2 separate regions of the Mus musculus genome follow, and region 1 is linked to region 2. The links are chromatin contacts, called in public HiChIP or PLAC-seq maps. All regions are on one chromosome and are shown on one strand. Each heading gives the region's core, a stretch centred on a gene start, on an enhancer-like site or on the middle of the called end of the contact. The rest is flanking DNA. Distances are from core to core; before and after follow the strand shown.

Evidence for each region. HiChIP or PLAC-seq counts read pairs in DNA pulled down with a chosen protein or histone mark.
Region 1: a contact with region 2 is called in an H3K4me3 HiChIP or PLAC-seq map of bone marrow-derived macrophages, with 2.3 times the contacts expected there. The contact joins the promoter of Zbtb22 here to the promoter of H2-DMb2 in region 2. A contact is called at or near these places in 7 of 39 promoter capture datasets (the C10 cell line, the HPC-7 cell line, cranial neural crest and 3 more), 1 of 115 datasets of contacts at active chromatin or transcription factors (bone marrow-derived macrophages) and 3 of 9 other capture datasets (adipose tissue, liver and pancreatic islet).

The regions. Positions count from the first base shown.
Region 1 is chr17:33,914,481-33,919,092 of GRCm38.p6, reverse strand. Zbtb22 (zinc finger and BTB domain containing 22) reads right to left here and starts at 2,917. Exons shown (of 2, transcript NM_020625.3): 1 at 2,820-2,917; 2 at 1-2,276. The coding sequence starts at 2,210. The coding sequence ends at 294. It overlaps Daxx (Fas death domain-associated protein), which reads right to left. Exons shown (of 8, transcript NM_007829.4): 8 at 3,503-3,750. The coding sequence ends at 3,691.
Region 2 is chr17:34,142,911-34,147,741 of GRCm38.p6, reverse strand. It overlaps H2-DMb2 (histocompatibility 2, class II, locus Mb2), which reads right to left and starts at 2,493. Exons shown (of 6, transcript NM_010388.5): 1 at 2,272-2,493; 2 at 1-91. The coding sequence starts at 2,326.

The DNA.
Region 1 (4,612 bases), core at 1,668-4,167, 230 kb after region 2:
TGACTGTTGGCTCTGTGACTCTAGGATGCTCAAAAGGTCCCTTTTCCATTCCCCCACCTTGTTGGCACTACTCCGTGAAGGTGGGGCTCTGGTGTGCTCAGGGGAAAAGCAAAAACACAGCTTAGTTCCAGAGATCTCGAGGAAGGGGCTGAGGAATGGAACGGGCTGGCGACGGTGCAACCCACGCCCTTCTCTAGAATATATACAAGTCCACCGAGGTAAGGGAAGACTGTTTGGTGGGGGAAACCCCGGGAGCCATTGCTCTTAGACTAAGCTCCCCAATTGCCTGCTCTTCAGTGTGCTGCACCTCCACCCCCACTGAAATCCATCTCCACTTTGTGCACGCTGGGTGGGGACCAGACACGCCTATGGGACGGGGGCGTGGCCGAATTTGCCTCATCGCCACTGCCCCCACCCACTGTGGAAGACTCCCTCTTGGGTTGCAATGCTGGCCCAGAAGGTGTCCCGGGTCCAGGTCCAGGACCCGGTCCAGATCCGACCCCACCCACACCCATCCGGTGCCGACGCTCACAGTGTCCCCGGTGACGCATGAAACTGTCCCGCCACATGAACTTCTTGGCGCAGACACTGCATTCGTACGGCTTGAGGCCCGTGTGTGTCTTCATGTGCTCGGTCAGGTGGTGTTTCATCTTGAACTTTTTGTTGCACACGGGGCAGTCAAAGGGTCGCAGGTTGAGATGCATATTCACGTGCCGGTCCCGCATGCTCTTATGTGAGAAAGCCTTCCCACAGTGGCACAGAAAGATCTTATTCCCGTCGCTGTTGCCTGTCCCTCCAGGAGCCCCACCAGAGCCACTTGGTATGCCCAGCCCCACCGCAGAGGTGCCCCCGAGGGTCACTGCCCCGTGCTCAGCTGTGTTCCCTGGTGGCTGGCCTGGAGCCTGTGAAGAGGAGGATGGGAAAACCAAGATCTGGTTGCCCGGCACATCCAATGGAAGGAGGGGTCGTGGAGGGTGGGTGAGGGCATAGGAGGAAGGGGTGGGTCCTCCGGGGTCATCAAGCCCTGCCCCAGCGCCCCCACCCTCATAGGGGCCAAAGTCATTGGAGGATTCACAGAAGTTGACCTGCTCTTCCCCCTTGTCTGCAGGCTCGGTCAAGGTCCGAACATCACTGATACTGAGGGTAGCCTCGGGCTCTCCCCCTGCAGGAACCCCAGAGCCGCCTCCCATTTCTTCATCCTCATCATCCTCACAAGTCAACACCAGATCTTCCTCCTCTTCCTCATCTTCTAGATCGGGGTCTTGGTGGACCAGGGAGGCTGGTGCAGGGCAATTTCTAGCTTGCTTCACATACACCCAGTGTTTCTGTGGCACTGCACTGGCAGGCATGCAGTTAGACCTCCGGAGCCCAGCCCCGGGGGCCACGGCCCCTCTCCCATCCCCACCGTCATCGCATAGCTCATCGGCCTCCAGCAGCAACTTCCCGGAGGTGGTACCCGCACTGCCAACCACAGGGGCTGGGAACACCGGGCCACCATCCCGACGGTTCCCACTACCTGCTGCTGAGGCCACAAATGCATCCTGGGAGGTAGAGGAGAAATCAGTCGACTCCCGGGGGCTGAAGTAGTTGCTACTGCTGGGAGACTGATTCTCACTGGCCCTGCTGGAGGTATGGGAACGGACAGAGCCTACGGTGGCAGGGGCGACAGTGCCCCCATTCCCTGATGGGACACTGGCACAAGGGACAGAGACAGAGGGGGCTGCAGCAGTAGTGACAGTGGTTGTAGTGGCTGCGGATCGACCCTCCCGAAGGAGTTCAGTGCACTTATCCACAATGTGCCACATCTGGAGGACCGACCCCACTGTGAGGAAGTTGACAATGTCCGCAGCAGCCATGCTGAGGCGGCCCGTGTAAGCTGAGGCCAGGACAGTCTCAAAAGCGCCTGGGTCCATGACGCTTGGCAGGGAAATGGAAGTCATGCCTTTCAGTAGGACCTGGTCGTGGAAGTAAGGAGAGGAGGCAGCCAAGACGGCCCTGTGAGCGCGGAACTCCCGTCCCTGCACGCGGATGGACACATCACAGAGCTGACCCTGGAGCCGCTGCTGGTTGAGGGATTCCAGGAGGGCACTGGTCACCTCAGGGAAGGACACGTGTACCACTGCAGCTGCCGGCAGAGGCAGTGGCGGTGGAGCCAGTGACAGAGGCAGTGGGAGTGTGGCCCCACTGGGTGACAGAGCAGACGGCTCCATGCTGTGGAAGGAGATACCCCCCCAGCCACAGGAACAAAGGAAAGAAGAGGGCGGCCGGGGGGGTCTCTAGGGAAAAAAAAAAAAAAAGAATAACAGCATTTTGAAAGCATCACTGATTTTAAGCCATCACAGTATTTAAAAAAAAAAAACAGGTACCCCTGTCAACCCCATGGTACAGACGGGGCAACTGAGGCTCACTATTAAGTAAAACATCCAATCAAACACCACCAAACCGCAGCGCTAGCAAAGAAAGTATTCCAAGTTTAGTACTCTCGCTCCTGGGTCAGGAAATAGGGGGCTCTCAGGGAAGGGGCGTCTATCCTAGTCTACGGCTTCACTCTCAAAAGAACGCCCCCTCCTTGGTGTTGCGTACCGATTTTCTTGGGGTGAAGGGGTGTTCTCCACAGTTCTCAAGCTCCTCCCCCTAGAGCCCCCAGTTGATCCCGACCCCGCCCCTTCAGGACCCTCCAGGGCTCCGCCCCCTGGATCCCCGACCCCGCCTCGTGTTTGCCCCCGCCCCCGAACCCCGCCCCCCAGTCCTCCCCAATCGCGCCCTCGGACTGTTCCCCAGCCTGAGGGGGGCCCCCAGCCCCGCGCGCCCCCGCTTACCTGGCCGCGCGCCCCCGGGCCCCCCCCCTCACTCCGCGACCAGAGCCGCAGCCCCAGCCCCTCCCGCCGCCATCTTGTGCCGACTCCCTCCGCCTTCCGCCTCCACTCCGCCTCCCGGACCTGCGACCTTAAAGGCGCAGGCCAGCACCCCTCCTGTGCCGCTGGGCAAAAGTCGACCGACAGCGACACTTTTCCTTTAAAGAACCGGCGCTTCATTCCGCCTTAAAGGTACCAGGTCCCGTCTGCGGCTGAGGACTCAGGAATTGGTTTGGCCGAAACCTTCGTTCCCCTTTAATCCGACAAGCCTACCTTGTCTCATTGACCAGTGCTGGCTTCCGCTTCCCAGGCTCCACCCCGAGCTCTGGACGTTAGCTTGCTCGCGGGATCTAACAGCCCTTTTCCCAGCATATGAGAACCCCCCAAGCCCCGCCCCCCTCCTCCAGGCCTGGATTGGCCAAATCACCTTGAGTCAGCCCCTGATTGGCCTTTTCACTCAGACCGCTCAAAACGAGAGAGGAAAGCTGCTTAAGAAGGCTTCCGAAGCACTTATCTTTAAAAGTGCCTAGGGGAAGAAGGCTCAAGGAAGGGTTAAGGATGAGGACGCCCTAAAAAGAGAGCCAGGATAGAAAAGGCAGATCCAGGTGACAGCTGTCACAAGAGAAAAGGCAAAGTAAAGGAAAGAATACAATAAAAAGAAATTCATTGTTTATTAATGTGTCTGTGTAAAACTTAAAACATTTTGATTTTTTTTTTTTGTCAAAAGAAACACCATCAAAACGGGAGGAGCTCTGTCCATCTTTTACTCCATCATCTTCCAACAGCCATACAAAAAACCTTCTGGATGCAGGGAGCACGGGGAGCATGGGGCCTGCTAATCAGAGTCTGAAAGCACGATGATCTCCTCCGGGTCGCACTGTGTGGCCACACTGGTCTGCAGACAAGTCAGAGGAGAAAGAAGGGTGAGCCAGGCATGGCGGCTCACGCCTTTAGTCCGAACACTCAAGAGGCAGAGGCGGGCTGATATCCGAGTTTGGGGCCAGCCTGATCTACTACATACAGAGTTCTGGGACAGTCAGGGCTACATAGAAAGACCTTGTCTCAGAAACAAAACAAAGCAGGATGGAAGGCTGGAAGATGGCTCAGCCACTAAGCACGCAGCTGCTTTGCAGAAGACCCGAGTGTTGTATCCAGTCTCACATGGCGGCTCTCTGCCTTCTCCGTGACTCCAGATCTATAGGATCAGACGCCCTCTTCTGGCCTCCATGAGCACCAGACACAAATGTAGCACATAGGTATGCATGCCAACAAAACACCTATTTACATAAAATAAGTCTTTTTTGTTTTGTTTTACATGGTCTCACTATGTAACCTTGACTGTCACTGGGTAGACTAGACTGTGGCCTTGAAGTTAGAGAGACCTGTATGCCTCTGCCTCCTGGTTGATGGGGTTAAACCTAAACACACACACACACACACACACACACACACACACACACACAGCCAGTCTTTGAGACTTTGTGTGTTCTTTTTCCTCCCCTTTATCCGCCCCCATCACTAGATAGAAAAGAAAGGATAGACAGGAGAGACAGGATCTCTGATTCTAATGTCTCTCTTCCTGTTTGTTCTTTGAGCAAGACTACTAACAAACCACAACCAACCCCTGTACTACCACCAACCATGCTTCCTGGAAGGTGGGGAGGCTCTGCCATTTATATGCTCTCCTGAAAAGTTCCCAGAATTCCAAACATCACTTCACACAACCAAAGCAACTATCTGTAGCTGGTAAAGCCACA
Region 2 (4,831 bases), core at 1,244-3,743:
TCTTTGTTGAAGGAAACACAGTATGTGAAGTCCTGTGGGGTCCCAGCATCATTCAGCACGCACGTGCTTTCCACATGAGCCACAAAGCCACCTGGGGGAAGATGTCACAGAAAGGAAGGAAGGCAAGTCAGAGTCTGCATGGCAGGATTGCAAAGATGGCCTCTGCCCATTCATAGATCCTAACACAAAGTTCCTAAAACCCTTATAACTAATTATGGTGGGGGGAGGGGAGTAGATGCATTTTCTGCCCTAATATCTAGTCTTTTACTTGGTTCCTCACCCAGAGCTCTGAAACCCTTGAAACTGAGTGACCATGGAGTCCCTTGTTCTAATGAGGTCAATTTTGGCAGAACCCTGGGGTGGGGCCTTTCAGTGGAAAGATGGAGCCATCTTTAGGAGCCTGAGACTTAAATCTCAAATCTGGAGCAGCAGGGAGGGGACTGGAGACTGGATTAAAAATAAATCCTGTCAGCCAGGTGTGGTGGCGCACGCCTTTAATCCCAGCACCCCGGAGGCAGAGGCAGGCGGATTTCTGAGTTCGAGGCCAACCTGGTCTACAAAGTGAGTACCAGGACAGCCAGGGCTACACAGAGAAACCCTGTCTCGAAAAACCAAAAAAAAAAAAAAAAAAAAAAAAAAAAAAAAAAAATCCTGTCTACTTGATGAAGCCTAAAGATCTCAGGTTGTGGGGTCCTGAGACCTTCCCAGTCGGTGAACACATTCATATGGTGGGGATCGGCACACCTACCTTTTGGGGGCAGAAGCTACTGCACCTGAGCTCTGCCTGGCTGTCTTCCTATGAACCCTTTGTTCTTTAAAATATTCCTCATGGTGTTAGAGATGTGGCTGGATGTTAAACGTATATGTTGCTTGCAGAAGTTGAGGTTTCCAACTACAGCACCTACCCCCAATGGCTCCCTCTATCCCCAGTTCCAGAGAGTCTGAGACCCTTTTGGCCTCATCAGACACTACATAGATGTGGTGCACACACAGACAAGCACGGATGAGAGTGCACACACGCTCATGCACACACACACACACACACACACACAGATAGAGACAGAGATAGAGAGACAGAAAGAGAAAGAGAGAGACAAGAGACAGAGACAGGGAGATAGGCAAAGAAATACAGACAGACAGAAACAGAGAAGCAGGAGAGAGAAATGTTTTTAAACTCTTGCAGTAAATGAACAATAACGGTCTATTTGCACAGACGCTGTGCCTTCTCCATTTTCCAAGCCAAGGGGCTCTAACTCAGCCAAGCTGGGCAGAAGTCGCGGTAATCCTGGGGCTTCCCTCTTGTGCTTGATGTGAGTGCTGGGAATTGAACCTGGGTCCTCAGCAGAGTCACCCAGTTCTCTTCATTGCTGAGCCACCTCCCCAAGGCTCTGACACTAAATCAGGCTGTTGCTTTCCACCTGCAGTGGTCTAAGGTCTTAAGGTAACAAATTTAAATAACTTAGTATACCCGGCTTTCCTAACAACAGCCAACCAAACAAAACTCAGAAAAGGCATTTTCAAGCTAATTCCACTCTTCTACCAAAATCATATGGTGTGATAGACTTCCACATCTGGCAGGGCATAGGTTTGGGACGAGCTTGAGGCTCATGTGCACAAGGCTGAAAACAATTAGCGCTTCTGTATGTGAGACTGGATGACAAGGGAGGACAACCCAAGATTCCTGTGTGGCATGCATGGCTGTCTACCCCAAAACAGACCTGCAGAGCACCTCACTATTGACAGGGACATAGAGTAATGTGGTTGGCATACTTGTGATCCCAGCACTGAGGCAGGAGGATTGCCATGAGTTTAAGGCAAGTCTGGCTATAGAGCGTGACTGTCTCCAATGAGAAAGAAACAGACAGACTACAGTCAGACAGATAGATAGACAGACAGACAAACAGACCAACAGGAGGAGGGAAGGGGACAGGAGAGAAAGAAACAGAGTCAAGAAGTAGTCAGTCTTGCTCTGTGCTGGAAATATTCTTGACTTTGATACCACAGAACACTTATGTCATGCCAGGCACCATGTTAGGAACCAGGACCCAGCAGTACCCAGTCCTAACCTACGTCCCCACAGGGACATCCTTCACACAGTCTATGAGAATGGCTCATTATTAAAATTGCTGTAAAATACAGTGCACAGGGCTGGAGGAATGCCATAGTCTGGAGACTGGCTACTCTGGGGCACTCAGACCTGTTAGCTAGCAAAAATGAACATGTTTTACCCAAACAGGAGCAGGAGAGAGAAGGTTCAGGAGGTTATCTTACCTGCCCCCATACAGTGCAGACTGAGGACCAGCAGCAGCAGCCAGAGTGCAGCCATGTTCCACTCTCTGAAGGTGCAGGAAGGCCAGGCCCCTGGGCACCTCCTGCAAGGGCCTCAGGTTCTCTCCTGCCCCAGCCTGGGCAAATGATCTTCACACACTGAGGTAAATATGGTACCTCTTGCTCAGGCCCCTTGCTCCTTGCTGCCTATGTGGCCCCGAGTCACTCAGCCCCTCCTTTGTACCCACTCACTCAACCAAATCTGGGGTCCTAAAGGGAGTGGTCAGATTAGCTGGGTAGTTAAGTCAGTCCAATCACTAAGTGACTTAGCCTAGCATCATCGGTTAATAGGTAAACCTCATTGTGCCCTGTGCTTTAAGAACAGGACCTTCTAGGTGGTTTCCTGAGGTCCCTGGGGGTGATCGCTGAAGCATTTCCAGGAAATACAACCCTGGCCTGCCCCTGGGTTGACTTTCTCATCTCACACACTTCCAAAAGAAAAAAGAAAAAGAAAAAACAAAAAAACAAAAAACTTCTAGACAACTTTCTTCCTCTCTGAAAGGGACGTTGCCTAGGAGATAGTACATACACCCCTGGTCTGTCCTGTCACTCAGGAGGACACAGGTGGCAGAGGCAAGACTGTAGGGAAGGAAGGAGGTACAGATAGTGTACACAGTTGCCTTGTGTCAGAGCAGGACTGGACGACAGAAAGCAATCCAACCTTAGAGAGCAGGGGCCAGCCTGGAAACCCCATTCCCTCCTGGGCTGCTTACCAAGCCTCCGTTCCTCCTAGGCTGTAGGAGCTGCTTTGGGAGCCAGGACGCCCTATCTTCCTGCACTCGCGCATCTCTGGGGCAGTTCTACTGAAGCTCTTGGTCAAAAGCTGACCTCAGGCCCAAGCTCAAGCGTCTTCCCCTCCAGAGTCTCTGCTTCCCTGAGTGTGCCCTGCCCCATGCTCCGCTCTGTTGAGCTGACCTCTGGATTAGGAAGATGCTATAGTAGAGATGTGGTGCCCCTACTATTCTCCTGGAAAGGACATTATCTACTGGTGACACTTGAGTGTGTTTGCACATGTGCACAGGTGTTCCTGTGTGTGGGTGCTTGTGTGTATACAGCATGCATGCACCTATGTGCAAATGTGTGCAGAGGCCACAGGAACACCTTCCACCTTATTGGTTGTTGTTTTTTGAGACAGGGTCTCTTGATGACCTGGAGCTGGCCAGGTAGGCTGGGCTAGCTAGCCGGAAGCCCGGGGACACACCTGCCTCTGCCTCTGCCTCTGCAGCAATGGAACCACAGCTGTGCACAGACATGTCAGGCTTTTTTGTGGCGTTTTGTTTTGTTTGTATTGTATGTTTTTGTTTTAATGTGGGTCCTGGGGATTGAACTCAGATACTCCCAATTGTGCAGCAAGCAGTTTACCAACCTAGCCATCTCCCCAATCTTAGTGCACTTTTCTTTTTGTGCTAAGAATTCAACCCAGAGCCTCATACACAATAGGATAGATTTTAAATGGCAAGTGCATCTTTTGTTGGACTGTGAATTGCAAAACTGATAGTGTCTTCTATGCCTATAGAAATCTTACATTGATCTCATAAACACACAAACACACACACATGTGCATATATACATACATACACATATAGGCATACACATATACAAACATACATACACCATACATACACCCCACAGTCACACACACTCACAGACACACAGACTCACGGACGTGTCCTCCTCTCTCTCTCTCTCTCTCTCTCTCTCTCTCTCTCTCTCTCTCTCTCTCTCTCTCCTGGGCTGGGAAGAACCCAGATAACCGAAGTTGGTGACACTTCTGCTGAGAAAAAGGGGAAGAGAGGAGCCACAGTCACCCCAACCCCCTCAAAGGCTTACTCCACCCTCCTCCGCCCCCCAACCCACTCCACCCCCCCACCCCCCCACACACACCTGCTCATTTGCAGAGCTCCGTCTGCTCCAGGAGTCCCATCTCTTTTACCTTCTCTTAAGACAGCTCCAAAACAATACAAGTGACTCCCAGCCTCCAAGCCCTCTTTTCCTGGTATGCCTTTCTTCTGTTGCAGGAATCCAGTCTTGACCCCATCTCTGAGCCTACTACCTGTAGCCTAGAGAGAAGGCCTGCAGAGCCTCACTTGGGCACCCTCCCCCTCATGGGCGTGGCCACGGCAGTGGGACTGAGTGGAGTCCCCTCCGGGAGTCTAGCTCTCTGCTCCAGTAGTCAAGGAGATGTGAAACCTCTTGAGACACCACAGGAAGCCGTAGGAGAGGATTTCACTTCCATATTCATGTGAACATGTACGGAGGGTTTTAGAGTCAAAACGGAAGCCCCAGAGACCTGTGCTCAGCAAAGCGGTTCCTTCTACACACACACACACACACACACACACACAGAGGGCTTCTGTTTACCAGCACAGCTAGCAATAGGGCCTCCAGTCAGGGTCCCATGGACCATTCTTTGAAGGCTACTACTTGAACACACACACACACACACACACAGTCCTCATCTTTCCTGCCTCTCCACCTGGCCTGGCTCCCACATGCCTGCAGT